2 separate regions of the Anser cygnoides genome follow, and region 1 is linked to region 2. A link is a contact called in public Hi-C data. All regions are on one chromosome and are shown on one strand. Each heading gives the region's core, a stretch centred on a gene start, on an enhancer-like site or on the middle of the called end of the contact. The rest is flanking DNA. Distances are from core to core; before and after follow the strand shown. Region 1 holds the start of RADX (RPA1 related single stranded DNA binding protein, X-linked). Region 2 overlaps IL1RAPL2 (interleukin 1 receptor accessory protein like 2).

Region 1 (6,554 bases), core at 2,038-4,537, 130 kb after region 2:
CTGCACAAAAGAAGCACATCAGTGCCAAAAAGCAACAGTAAGATAGTTGTTAGATTCTATTCAACGAAATCAAGCAACTGTTTATTTAGAACCTGTAGGGTTGCTAAAAATGCCTTCCCTTCCTGGCTATTAGCAGGCACTAATAAGAGACAAAAATTCCTTTCTCCCTGGAAAAAAACCACCCTACCTTAAGAGCCCTTCAAACCTACTGTGACTCATTAGAACTGCCCTGATCCAAGTTGTATCCGTGCTGCACCTAACGGCATAAACAGAAATTTCTACTGTCTCTATGACAAAAATACACTTCTGCAAAGAAATCAATGCAAGTCTGCGGTTTTGGGGTTATCTCCCATCATATCTGAAACTAAAATATCTTCATACACTTTGTAATTTGCCAAATATTTGCTAAAAAAATTGCCAAATATTATAAATAATGTAATTTGTAAAAGAGTACAGCTAGGCAGCAAGATACAACTATACACCTGCACACAATGCAAGCTACAGAGTATATCAAACAAACTGTAAGTACTTTTGTATTACCTATTGCTGCTGGAGCTCAAATGAAATGGCATTTTAATTTTATCTTTGTTTTATATTAAAAAGTGGTTTGTTCCATGGTACCAAATTGCTCTGGAATTAAATTGGTTCTCCAAAGACCATCATAAAAGCTATCTTACAACTTCAGTGCCATGTTTAGACAGCTGTATTTAAGTTAAATGAAACACGAGCAAACTGCAATCTATATTAAAGGTTTTCTCGTAGACTAACATCTGCGCAACGAATCAAGGTTCCACATAACAAAAGTGTAAGAGATCCTCCTGCTGACAGCCCATCGCTTTCTTAACCTGTTCTTCAAAATGCACAGAGCTGGTTAAAGGGCAAGAGCATGTCATCTGGGCAGGCACCTCAAATGTTATTTTAGTATTATTTAATCATATCCTGTTATTTTCAAGGTTGAGTTAACAAAAGCACCTAAGAGATGAGGATGAAATGTATTGGGAAGGCTATTTTATTTTTTGTCCTCAAAACACCTTGTGGCAAACAACTGCTTTACAGTAAGCTTTATGATCTTGCGCAGTAACTCATTTCTTTTTAAATCTACAGCATCACATTGTATACTTTTATGCTCTTCATTTTGCAAATATGTATTAAACATAGTATTTTACAGAATGTAGTAAGGTTCTTCTATTCAGCATAGCCTGCTCCTCACTGCTATAGAGGCTGACTGCTGTTTTTCTGAAGGTGTGTTGTACATAAAAACTGAGATCCTCAGCTCTTAACTTTTTAAATTCTGATGCAGCCATTTGACGGCTTGTCACCATTCCTTACTGATTCTCCAAGTCTTTCTGAACTTCTAGTTTCTAATACAATCTCAGACTCCATCCATCCCATCCCACTGGTCAGGTATGGCAGGGTGACATCTAGACGAACTAAAGATGTAACTGGTCATTGAAGCACGCTGTTGATGTGCAGTCAGAGATTTACCCTGCTTCAGTTTTTAAATTGGTGTGTTAGCTAGACACCTGCTGGTGAGAAAGAAGGCAGCAGGAGTAAGTCTCTGGGAAAGGAACTATCTTGTATCTGAAACTGCAATGCATACAAATTTATCCAAAATTTAGAAAGTATTAACTCTACTATCCATCCATATTAGTCCATTATCACTCCATAAAAGCTACAGCTTCATCATTTTCCTGAGTCAAAGCCCAGTGACTTACAATAACAAAAAATCCTGAAGACGGTGGTGGTACATGTACCAATTAGTACTGCTTTAAATAAAATAGCTTTCTTCTGCAAATCATATCACAAAGCACAATGCAGAGCAGCTGGGAACAGCCCACAGCTTTCCCTCATAATGCCTAGAGACTCACTTAACAGTCAAAAATATTGTACACCATGGCTCCCTGGGTACGGTTTGCATGTGATGTGAAATCATATCCTGTGTGATCTCACTAAAAAGGTGTTTGGGTTGCGATCACTTCTTAAATCACAAATGCCACTTTATCAGTCCACACAACAGAATGTGTGTTTACAGGGGAAAACGAAACAAAAAACCAACAACCGTTAAAGTTTTACTCAATACTCTGGCTTCAACATAGATAGCAAGAATGACTAATATCAGTTTTCCTCAATAAGGAGTGCACTATTACATCAAATCCATAAATTCATCCAACTACTAGGGCAGTCCAAAGGCCAGTAAAGATTTGTTTTTATACCCCAATGTCTGAATTTTTTGGTCTGTTTTAAATGGTTTTAAACAGCTTTTCCCATTTCCCTATGGCAAAGGCAGCAGCCTGAGAATACAGTCATTCACCGAGAACTGCTTTTGGCCCAGCATTTGAAACAGCACGGCCTAGGCTGGAGCCCCACTTTGGTCTTCTGGATTTCTAAAAGTTATCGGGAGTGGTGCCATGGTAAGTACTGGGCACAGCTTCTCTTCTTTTAGTGGGTGACATTGGTAGTAGGGGGACAGTTGGACCAGCTATCTTGGAGGTCTTTTCCAACTTTAATGATTCTGTGATTCTCTTCTGGCCCTTTTATCCTTACTTACCTTGCCTTCCTGCTCTGTCCTGCTGAGCAGGGGAGCTTGGCTTTATGTAGGCTTTATAGCCTATTAGGTTCTAATATAATAGGTTCAAGTGCTAATAGCTATATATATATTGCTATATATATTTATGTATTAGCAAATGCTAATGTATCAAGTAATATAATAATAGTAATTTAATAAAGTGTTAAATACAAAATCCTTGATCCCCAGAACTTCAATTAATATTGGAAGTGATCACGGGATCATAAAGGGTAACAGAATCTCCTTGATGGTGGCAGAGGGATGAAAGTCAATAGTAAAAAAGTAAGGCTGCATGCTTGGGGACCACCAAAAGCAGCTCCTCCAGCTGGATGTTAACTCATCCCCCGCTGCTGGGAACAGCAGCGGCGGCAGATATGAGCAATTTAAAGCATCGGGGGCTATGATTGCCAACACGCCACAACGACCAAGAAGACAAACACCATTCAGGGGTTATCACCCTGAGGGCACAGGGGCACCGTTAGGCGCGCGGTCAATCCCTCAAAGAAAACCGAGCGGGGGAGCAGGTGCCTCAGGGAGCCCCCTCAGCGTGCCGGCGCCGAGCAGGCACCCCGTTTGTCACCAGGGGGGGCTGCAGGAGCCGGGGGACACAGCCCCGGGCGGGTCCAGGCGGGCCGCCTTCCTGTCACCGTCCCCCCCCCCGCCCCGTTACCGCGACCGTTGGGCGCTCTGACTGGAACGCGCGCGCGCAGCAGCCCCGCCCCCGGCCGCGCCATGGCGGCGCCGCGGCTCAGCCCCTGACAGCAGCAGCAGGCCGCCCGCCATCGCCGCCGTCCCTCGCCGCCGCCTTCGCCGCCTCCTCCCGCCACTCTCCCCGGCGGGAGGAGCCGCGAGGAAGCTGTCATGCAGGAACCCGGCCCGGATCCGCCCGACCCTACCGACAACAGCACTCCCACCTCCCCAGGCGGCGGCGGGGAGGCTTCGTGGCTGCTCGGGGTCTTAGAGGCGGCGCGCGGCGCCTCCCTCCTCAGCGCCTCCCCCGCAGAGACGCCGCCGTTGACCGTGGTGGCGGTGGAGCGGTACCTGGCCGAGGCTCCGCCGTCCGCCCCGCCGCCGCCGTGCCCCGCCGCCGCCGTGCCCCCGCAGTACTGGTACGACGTGACCCTGGCGGACGGCTCCCGGCAGGAGCGCTGCCACCTGGCTCCGAGCCTCAACGGCCTGGTGCAGCGCGGCCACCTGCGGGCCGGCGACCGCCTGCGCCTCACGCGCTGCTCCTACCTCTACGACGAGCGGCGCCTCCGCTACGGCTTCCCCTGCCTGGAGGGCGTCGAGCGGGTGGCCGGGGAGCCGCCCGCCGTCCCCGTGGCCGTCGCCTCAGCGCCGCGCTGCCCGCCCCTGCGCGGCGAGAGGAAGCACTACCTGCCGCTCTGGAACAACGAGGATCCCTACGGGGACGCCTGGGAGGCCGAGAAGCCGCCGGAGAAGGTGGACGTTGATGGTAAATGGGCGACTGGGGGGACGGGGTGGTGGGTGCGGAGCTCCTCTGGGTGGGGTGCTGAGGGGGTGTGCGGTCGGGTGGGGGATTTGAGGGGTCTGCCCGTCAGGGGGGTGCCCCCGGAACGCCAGCTGCTCTCGAGGTGGGTGTCCTGCTGATGGATAGCGCTCTGTGTCCTCCTGCACGTGTCCCTCTCCTTACAGTCCATATAAACATCAATCACCCAATTATACACAGGTGGCGCAGGACCAGGTTTCGTGGTGTTAGCAAATAAACCTCTTGAAATATGTGTAATCTTACTCTGTGCACTTTACAACTGAAAACCCTTGAAATGTCCACTCTTCTTTCTCTCCTCTTTAACATCAGTCTCTAAGCTGACTTCTCTTGGTCAGCTGGAAATGACATGGAGAAGCAGAGTTCACTTCCATCCGCTGCTTGTCAGAGTGCTGCACAAGTCTAGGCTAAGGTACTACGGGAAGCCAGAGAAAAAAATGGATGTGCCGTATCAGGTAAGGAGGCATAAGGCTGTAAGTTAGTGCTCTTGAACAAATGTTATAGGATATTTGGAAGTTACTGTTCCCATGTAGTAAACACATTAACACTTATGTTGTAGATAACTTTATATTAAAAATGCTTCATAAAAATGCTAGGCCCTTCCACGTATGGAAATGGTGGAGTTGCTGGTAGTACATACAAACATTAGTAGATGTGTTTCAGTTACTATAGTCCAGTTGAGATTTCTCTGTGAAAAGACAGAATATTTGCTTAAAAGACTGTTTTCTGGTCTGTATGCTTTGGAAGTTGGAGTTAGTCTGTCTTGTACCCCCCAAAAATAATACTAATAATTTTTTGTCCCTTAATTTTTGCACCAGATGACTTCCAGATAAATTTTTTTTTGTAAAACTCTTGCTGGTCTTCCTAATATGTTGAGCTTTTCGCGATATTTTATGTAGTGCTTCTTGGAAATGGACACTGCAGGTGTGTTTGATTGTTCACAGGTGCACCCATCAGCTGCTCGCTTATTTCTTCTGCCCTTAGAGGGGTGTTGGGGAGAACATTGGAAGAGCAAAAGCAAGGAAAAACTCGTGTGCTGAGATAAAAACAGTTTGATTAAAACTGAAGGGAAGAAGGGGGAAAACCAAAAAAGTGATGCAAAGGCAGACTGATGTCTGACCAGTCTCAGAGCAACAGGTACTTGGGAAAGACTGTCCCCCAGTTTCATTGCTGAGCACGATGTTATGTGGCGTGAAACAATGTGTAGGTCAGACCAGGTCAGCTGTCTCGGCAGTACCACCTGCCGGCCTCCTGGCCACCCCTTGCTTACTTGCTGTACGGGAGACACAGAAAGGCCAGCAGTAGCTGAAACACTAGTGTGTTATCAGTGCTGTTTTAGTCACAGACCTGAAACACAGCACCATGCAGGCTGCTCTGAAGAAAATTAACTCCATCCCAGTCAGACCGCTTACTGGAGGGCAACATTTCACAAACAGGTCGGATAACTCCTATTTCTTCCATGGGGACAGAGGGGTATGGAACTTGTTAATGAAAGGCCACGTTCGCCTCTTGTTCCACGTTTCCATTCCCTTTCACACAAAGATGAATCTGGGTCTTTTACTGGAGATGATTCTTAGTAGACAGTCTACTGACTGACGTTTGTTTTGGTGGATTTCTACCTCGTAAGACCATTCGTTATAAGACTGTTTAAAAAAAAAAAAAAAAAAAAACACAAAAAACAACTTCTTACCGCTCAGTGATCTGTTCAGTTATGGATTCAAAGCTTTCCCATTTAAGAAAAGTAGGTAGAAGTCTTTGTCATAAGTACAATTTCAGTGAAAAGATGGTGGTTTGCAATGCAGATCTTCTATGTGTTTTTTCAGCTTGAAAATAGTCTTGTATCATGTTTTTGTCATGAATGTGACCCAATGAAAATGCAGCTTCTCAACTTTCCATGGAGACATTTTGAAGTATTATTCTAAATACTGCATTCTATCTGATAAGGAAGACTCTTTTCCCCATTGATTCTTGTGGACAGTATTTCCCAAACCTCCTCCAAAAAAGCACAGAGTGAAACTGGCATCACCTACTGTTACTGAGCAGTGGAAGGATAAGAGTTTGGGCTGGCGGAGTTGTGGATGATTTTTTCTCTGGAAACTGGGGATTTCTTCAATGCCAGCGTTCAGTACAAGTTTTGGAACATAATTTGGATCCATTTGTAATAAGTGAAGTCATTCATGAGTCAAGTAGCTGGTGTATTATTTAAAGAAAAAAAAGGATGATGATAAAAGATAAATGTATTTTTGTCTCCTTTTTTTTTAGGCTTACTTTGAAGTTGCTGATAGCTCAGGCATGATGTCGATGGTTTTGTGGAATTCGTTATGTCCCGAATGGTATAACAGTATGAAGGTTGGCACGGTACTACTTCTTGAACAGTATGCTATCAAAAACAGTTATCCATTTAAAACAAAGCCAACCCCGGGAGATTCACAGATGAAGAGATTTGCTACAATTGGTTAAGTATTGCAGAAATCTGTTTTG
Region 2 (6,768 bases), core at 1,600-4,099:
AGCACCAGAGAAAGGATTAAAATAAGAAGTTCCAGCATTAATATTTGTATTTGAATTTTTCCCAAGATCTTTTCAGATATGAAGTGCGTACACTGACCACATGAGGCAGACTTGCCAGCCAGCTAATTTCTCTGTAAAAGCCAGGTTATATGTTCCTATGAAAAGTACCAGTTTTGTTGGCGTGATCATTTCTAGGAATAATACAGTTTTCTAGAACTGTCCTATGCTCTTTACAGTGCTTTTGCAAACGTCAGGCTGAACGTGAACTTGTTTCCTTACAGACAACAAGGAATATGACGCTTATCTTTCATACACCAAAGTGGATCCCGATGCATTAGATTGTGATAATAACGAAGAGGAGCACTTTGCACTGGAAATCCTGCCAGACGTTCTCGAAAAGCACTATGGATATAAGCTCTTCATTCCAGATAGGGACCTGATTCCTAGCGGAAGTAAGTATTTCTGACCTTTGAGTTTTAATTCTCTCCGATGTGCTGTGAAGGCCTGGACTGTGCAATAAATACTAGACAGGGAAAGCCCATCCTTGTGAAGTGGTTGTCGGAGCGGCTAAGTTTCCTCACTGCTGCAGATTTGAGCTCTAGGTTAGAGTTTGTTCCTGCACCACTGAAACCAGAGGGGGAGCTGCTATTGATTTCAGTGGAGGCAGAAGCTGGACCTTTCAACGGGGGAGGCAGCAGTGCTGCAAGCAATAGTGTAATATAAAATCTCTGTGTCAGATACAAGGAGCTAAAAATGAAAGTTCCAAAAAAGATTTGTGGTTTCTGTTTTATTATTGAAAATGGGATTTTTTTTTAGTAATTACTTTTTTGTCTGTGTCTTTTTTCCCTAACTTTGAAGCCTTATAAATAGCTACATTAATTTTCCAATTAATGGCAAACGTGCAGTTTTTCATTAGGGTTTTGACCAAGTGTTGCATTTCTGAGCAGTATCGGTATTGTGTAAGTAATACTAATTCTTCAGGGGACTGTGTACAGTCCTGTGATCTGATGCTGTCTTCCATGCTGATGGTAAAATACAGCTGTCCGTTTCAAATCAATTTTGCTGCTGTGTCTGAAGATTCAGCAGCACCTCTGGATGTCTGTACCAACAGTTAATGCTTTCTGAGCTGTGGTTATGGCATCTCTTCTTCCAAATTCATTTCTGGACAAGTCAAAAAGACCATGAATCACGTCAATGAATGGCACAATATGTTTGCTTTAATATCGTATTTATTTGAAATGTTACCCATGTGAAAAACATGCTTTTTTTTTTCACTAATTCTGTCTGCTACAAATCATTTTCATGAAAAATGCTAAAAGAGAGTATGAACTTATTTCTGTATATGCTACTGGATAGGAAATAGGAACAAGAAAACAAAGCAATGACTGTACTGGAGCAGATGTCCCCAAACATGAAACAGCTAGAACATGACTGCATTAGCAGCCTGCCTGCCAAAGACTTGAAACTGCTGCCTTGCTGCTGCCAAACCCAGTGCCTGCCCCAGAAGTTGAAGCCTGTTTCTTTGCTATTTGAGGGAGCTGGAAGCAGAGCTCTGACTCCAGTCCCACTGGGAGAGAGGAGTCAGAGCCTAGGCAGAGATCCTGCAAAGCCCCCTGTAGTGGCTTGAACTGATCATGTGCATTTGCAGCTCCTAGGCCAGGGCTGCTTCCTTTATTCCTTTGTGCTTTGCCCCCGCGAGGAGTGAGTTTTACTCTGTTAGTCCCCTGAAAGATATTCCAGAAGGGGGACTTGGCTTATAGCCTTTTTATTTCTGACAGCCCAAGCAAGCGGTACTGAATTATTAGATAATAAGAGAAAATGCCTTTCTGTGTTAAAAATCACAGGACTGTAGTAAATAGTTGTTTCATATCCAACCATATAGCAGTTATACATTGCAATTATACAAGTGAATTGGAGTTTAAATCTGGCCTTTCACCAATAACTATACGCACAGATTAATCTGAAATGAGAGCCTTCTTTCCAATTGCTATACCAGCCAGCATGGTATTTTATTTTTGTCTATTTTTGTCAGTCAGACACTCAGCAAATACTTGTCATCACTTTGGGTATTCATTAAACCTCTCCTGAAAATGTAGGGTACCTGAAAATGTCAGTTCTCATTTATGAGCATTCACAGACTTAATACTTCTTTTTTCCTCTCAAACTCACTTCTTCAGTGTTATGAAAGGGCCTGATTCTAACATATGGAGCTTCAAGAACGCTTAATCAGACATAATGACAATACAGAATAAAATACGGATCTGAAATGAGCGTGATTTGCATGCTCCAGCTTTGAAAAATATATGGGGGGGGTGGCACTTGATTTTGAGGGGGACAAGAGAGAGGGAGAGGTGATGGGGCAGGAGGAAAGGCTCAGCCTCCTGTATTTGCAAGCTGTTGGTGTGCAGAGGAGAAGGGAACGTGGCTGTTTCTGTCATTTGTGCAATGCTCACCAGTCTTACAAGGACTTGCAGTGTGTAGTGAGGAGAGCAGGCAGCATGATGTGCTATCAACCTGCTAGAAATTTCAGAGGCAAACCAAATATATTCTAGAGTGACTGTCACAAAAAGTGGCAGATGTGACAAAATATATGGCTTTTCAGGGCAGATTCCTATAGAAGAATGGGGTTTTGGTCACAGTTATCCTTTTTGATTTCAGGAAATATTTCTTCTCACGTGTACCGCATTTCCTTGTCTTTTGGTGTAAATGACTTTGTGTGATATAATGCTTTCCCGCTCTCCATGCTGATGTTGCCTTCTGTATCTTTTCCCATGTACTTAAATGTGTGATTCCAGCAAATCTGGGGTGTTTTCTAAGTCTGGTTGTTTCACATAATCTCTGCAGTTTTAAGGTGCTGCCACAGGAGGGTGTGCATTATTGCGCTTGCTTCCCGGCATGTAGTAACACAGCTGCTGTTTGGGTTTGAGAGCAAGCAAAAAATAGATATGTTAAATAGTATTTCATTTGTCTTCCTTGGATACTTCTCTGAACGAACTTGAAAAGCTGGCTTCAGAAAAGTTCAGGACAATTTTGATTATGATTTTGCCAGGTGATTCACCTCTAGGGAAAAGCTGGGATAGGCTCCGCATGCCCCTCTGCAGCCGAGGGAGAGGTTCGAGCCAGATGCACCTGAGCAGGGGTTTGCTCACCCAGCAGAGCTCCTCTGCTGAAAGGGGGACCCTGGCAGTGTCCCCACCTCATATCCCAGCTCCGCGCTTTGGCTCTGCGCTGAGGACTGGCTGTCTGAAGGAGCCGTGTGGAACAGATGTTGCCAGCCCTTGGAGGACAGAGATGATGGCTGCGGAGGCCAAGGCCATAGCTTTGGAAAGCAGATTCCTGGCCTCAGGAGTCCAGGTTAGATGAGCCTGAGTCACATTTGCAGGAAGCGTTGGTTTCTGTGCCCCGCAAAGCCGGAATACAATTACTATCCCAGTGGAGCATTTTGTCCTAGTGGGAGATCCCTCAGGAAGGGCACTGAGGGCCTCGGTGATGCCCACTTCGCAGCAGCCAGCAAGGACCTTTGTGGAGACTCTTGGTGTCGCCTGAAAGCAGCATGAGGGGACCCAGCCCTGAACTGGTGAGGTGGAAACGGGGCTCAAGCAGCCACTGCTCCTCTGCTCCTCTCCCTCACACAGAAGCCCACGCAGCCGTGCAGGCCGGAGGGGTGACAGGGCAGCAAGACGCAACATGTGGTGTGCTGTGTAAGCAGCAAGACTGAGTTTGACTTTAATTCCAGCTATTCTTTCTTAAAGAGTATCTTTTGGTAATGACACAGAGAGCATTCTTCATTCCCTCAAAGCTGACAGGACGTATACCTCTCTGCCTAGGCACCTAAGGCGCCAGTGAACATGTCAGCCTGTATAAGGAGACAGTGATCCTTAATTCTTCTTAACCATTATTATTTTTTCCACCCTATTACTTTTCAAGACCTTTTTTGAACAAACCCTTTTCCACAGCCAACCAGACTCTCAAATCCTATGAGCTTTTTAATTCAGTGTTAGGAGACCTGAGGAAATTGAAGAGCTGAGAGGAAAAAGTAGAAATACTTACATTTTTATCCGAGACATTTTCTGTCTCACTAAAGATGTTTCTACAGAGAGAATGATATATTTGCACTTGATTCTTCTAAAATTGGGTCTACATCAGAGGAAGATATTTTTCTCCAGTGGCTTCTACAAATTATTTTAAACTCTGAAAGTGAAGAGATCAAGACTGTCTATTTGTATTTTTAATACCAGCAATACTAATCTATTAGAACATCATCTAGTTGCTCTCTAAGCATATGTGCATTTGATCTTGACAGGATTGAAAATACACCAGCAATTCACTCCAGCTCAGCCCAGGGTGTAGAGATCAGGCACTGAAAAGAACAACACTAATAGAATAAAAATCTTTGCTTTTACCTGGGAAATAAGAGGTTAGCAGCATGACAGGAGAGCACCTCAGGCATCCAATAAAAAGCACCCAACAGTCAATATTGAATTTCTGGCAGTTTGTAGTTTTGTCTGCCCATCTGCAGTGGGTTTCTTTTGTGTTGTTGTTTTGATTTGGTTTGTTTTTTTTGTTGTTGCTGTTGACTGGTGAATTTGAGCTTCCTAAGTTCCTGGATGAAGAAAACCCACTTGGACAGTGTGCCTGGGGTTCCCAAGGAGCCTTTATTAGATATGTGACACCATTTACGTGGAACGGAAATAGAGCACTCAGCACCACAAACTCATTTACAAAGTCCCTGGTTATTTGCTCTGTATGAATCTTACAGTTAATGCCAGGCAAGTAAAAATGAAATCCAGCAGAATGATAGTTAAAAGTGGAATAAATATAAACAAAATCCCTCTCTTTAGAGTCGGCCGGGACAGGATGTCTACCTTGTAGTGGTTTGCTGAAGGCCACCAAGATGGTCGGGAAGCTGGTGCACATAGCATAAAAGGAGAGGCCAAAAGAACTGTATTTCATGAAGAAAAGAAAGGCAAAGGGGGAATTTTATTGTTGTCTTTCCAGTGGAAAGCACACAGAATATGGAGGCAGACTCTTCTCAGAGATGTACAGTCGTTGGATAAGAGTCCATAGATAGAAGTTGCAACGCTGAAAATTCCAATCTAATATTTGGAAATTTTTCCTTGCCATGAGGGTGATCAGACACCAGGACAGTACCCAAAGCCACCGGAGAAGAAGCCTTGAGAAGATCCTTGGCGATTTTCAAAGCTCTACTGGACAAGGCCCTGAACAATCTTACCTGCTCCTGCTTTGGGCGGAAGATTGACCTGGAGACCTTCAGATCCCAGCCCGTGTGATTCTACAAGTCTTTTATTCTAAATACTCAGAATTTTGATTCCGACATCCACTACTATACCAGTTTCGGTTTCACCAGAATCACCAACTTCAGACACTTCAGTCTCCAAGGAGATATCGCCAAAGCCATCTTCTATTCTATTATTTGTTTCTTTCTGTTGTACTCATCACCCATCTCTTAGCTTATAGTGGGATTGTGCTTTCTTTGGGGCAGGGGCCATCACTCTGTTCTGTGTTTCAGCAGTGCTGACTGCATTGCTGTTCTGGCTGGAGCTAAAACAAGCAACAAATGTTTAAGAAATAGGAAAAGCAAGACAAGCAGTTATTTTTGCTGTAATAAAGTAGCTCAAGTTAGGGTTTGGGAACTATTCGGTTAGGAAACTAGGACTGAATTATTCTTCTATAAATAACTCTTCCTCAAGTGATAGTCATGTTGCCAGAGGCAGCAAGGCTGGTTATTTTCAGAGTGTCAGGAACCGGCCAGTATGGTTGATGGCAAATACCCTTTGGTCCTTGTGGTGCTGCAGACCACATTTGCCAAAAATATCCATAAGACCTGATACGATTGCTGTTTTTTCTCTCTCCCTCAGCCGCTTTTGCAGATTGTTTGAATCTAGTTAGTCAGATATTTCTTTGTGTAAGCAATTCTGTGTCCATGGTATTCCTTAGTTTTCTTGATCTTGGGCCACTTGCATATTAGGTTGTCTGTGTTTCCTCCCAGCCCATGGCTAGCATAGCCCATTCAGGATTCAGTAGGCAATTATGGGTGATTACACTCTTGCAAATAGGATGTGTGTCTCAGACTTCAGTGCTCCACACTACATTCACCATCGTTACATGTTGACGGTATCTAGTGAGTGTGTATTTGCTGTCAGGTCATCTATCTTCATTGCTGATGGGCAACCATGCAAAAAACATGTTTGTTTATGGGTCTAAAACTTCTTGTTGTCCATACTTCTTTGAAGATCCCATTGGCCATAGTACAAGTAAGTTACCGATAGAGCTTCCCAAAACTGTAATTTTTTAATGAGAAATACTAACATTTTGAAAACTGTTTTTGTGCCATATTGCAAAACAGTGTTTCAAGAAGAGGAGGAAAAAAAGGTCAAAATTAAAATGTCATTTTTCAATAAAATCAAGTAGGTTAATGCTAATTCTGCCATTTTATTTTTACTTTATACTTTATGATACAATATAATTTTGAGAAATAAACCCAAATTATTCTATCCTGATTTTGTCAAGATTTTTTCTCCCCTCATAATGAAATGTCATTGAAATTGACTCCTTCTTTGACAACAATGAAGTTTTAATGAAATGGCATTTATCTGATGAAAATACACTTGTCTGGAGTCTTGCAGTTGATGATGGTTGGTGATGTGAATCCTGAAGTGCTTGTTCAGTTTCTTCTTGAAAGTGAAACAGAACCATTGCTTGACAATTACCTTTTAGCTCAATAGAAAGGCAAAACCAACCCTTTGC

Evidence for each region. A called contact is a pair of places that touch in the nucleus more often than the background predicts.
Region 1: a Hi-C map of granulosa cells shows a contact between it and region 2, with 2.5 times the contacts expected there. The contact joins the promoter of RADX here to the enhancer-like site in region 2. A contact is called at or near these places in 3 of 7 Hi-C or Micro-C datasets (granulosa cells and liver).

What each region holds. Positions count from the first base shown.
Region 1 is chr13:7,982,379-7,988,932 of Taihu_goose_T2T_genome, forward strand. RADX (RPA1 related single stranded DNA binding protein, X-linked) reads left to right here and starts at 3,288. Exons shown (of 15, transcript XM_013183631.3): 1 at 3,288-4,022; 2 at 4,386-4,528; 3 at 6,336-6,528. The coding sequence starts at 3,428. LOC136791869 (a long non-coding RNA gene) reads right to left here and starts at 3,732. Exons shown (of 2, transcript XR_010834816.1): 1 at 3,608-3,732; 2 at 1-1,526.
Region 2 is chr13:7,857,227-7,863,994 of Taihu_goose_T2T_genome, forward strand. IL1RAPL2 (interleukin 1 receptor accessory protein like 2) reads left to right here. Exons shown (of 30, transcript XM_048075288.2): 29 at 282-452. Among named protein-coding and RNA genes, the nearest start is that of NRK, 19 kb to the right of the region's middle. Within about 2 kb of position 2,850, at least 1 of the 3 cell types and tissues checked has open chromatin away from gene starts, as enhancers often do.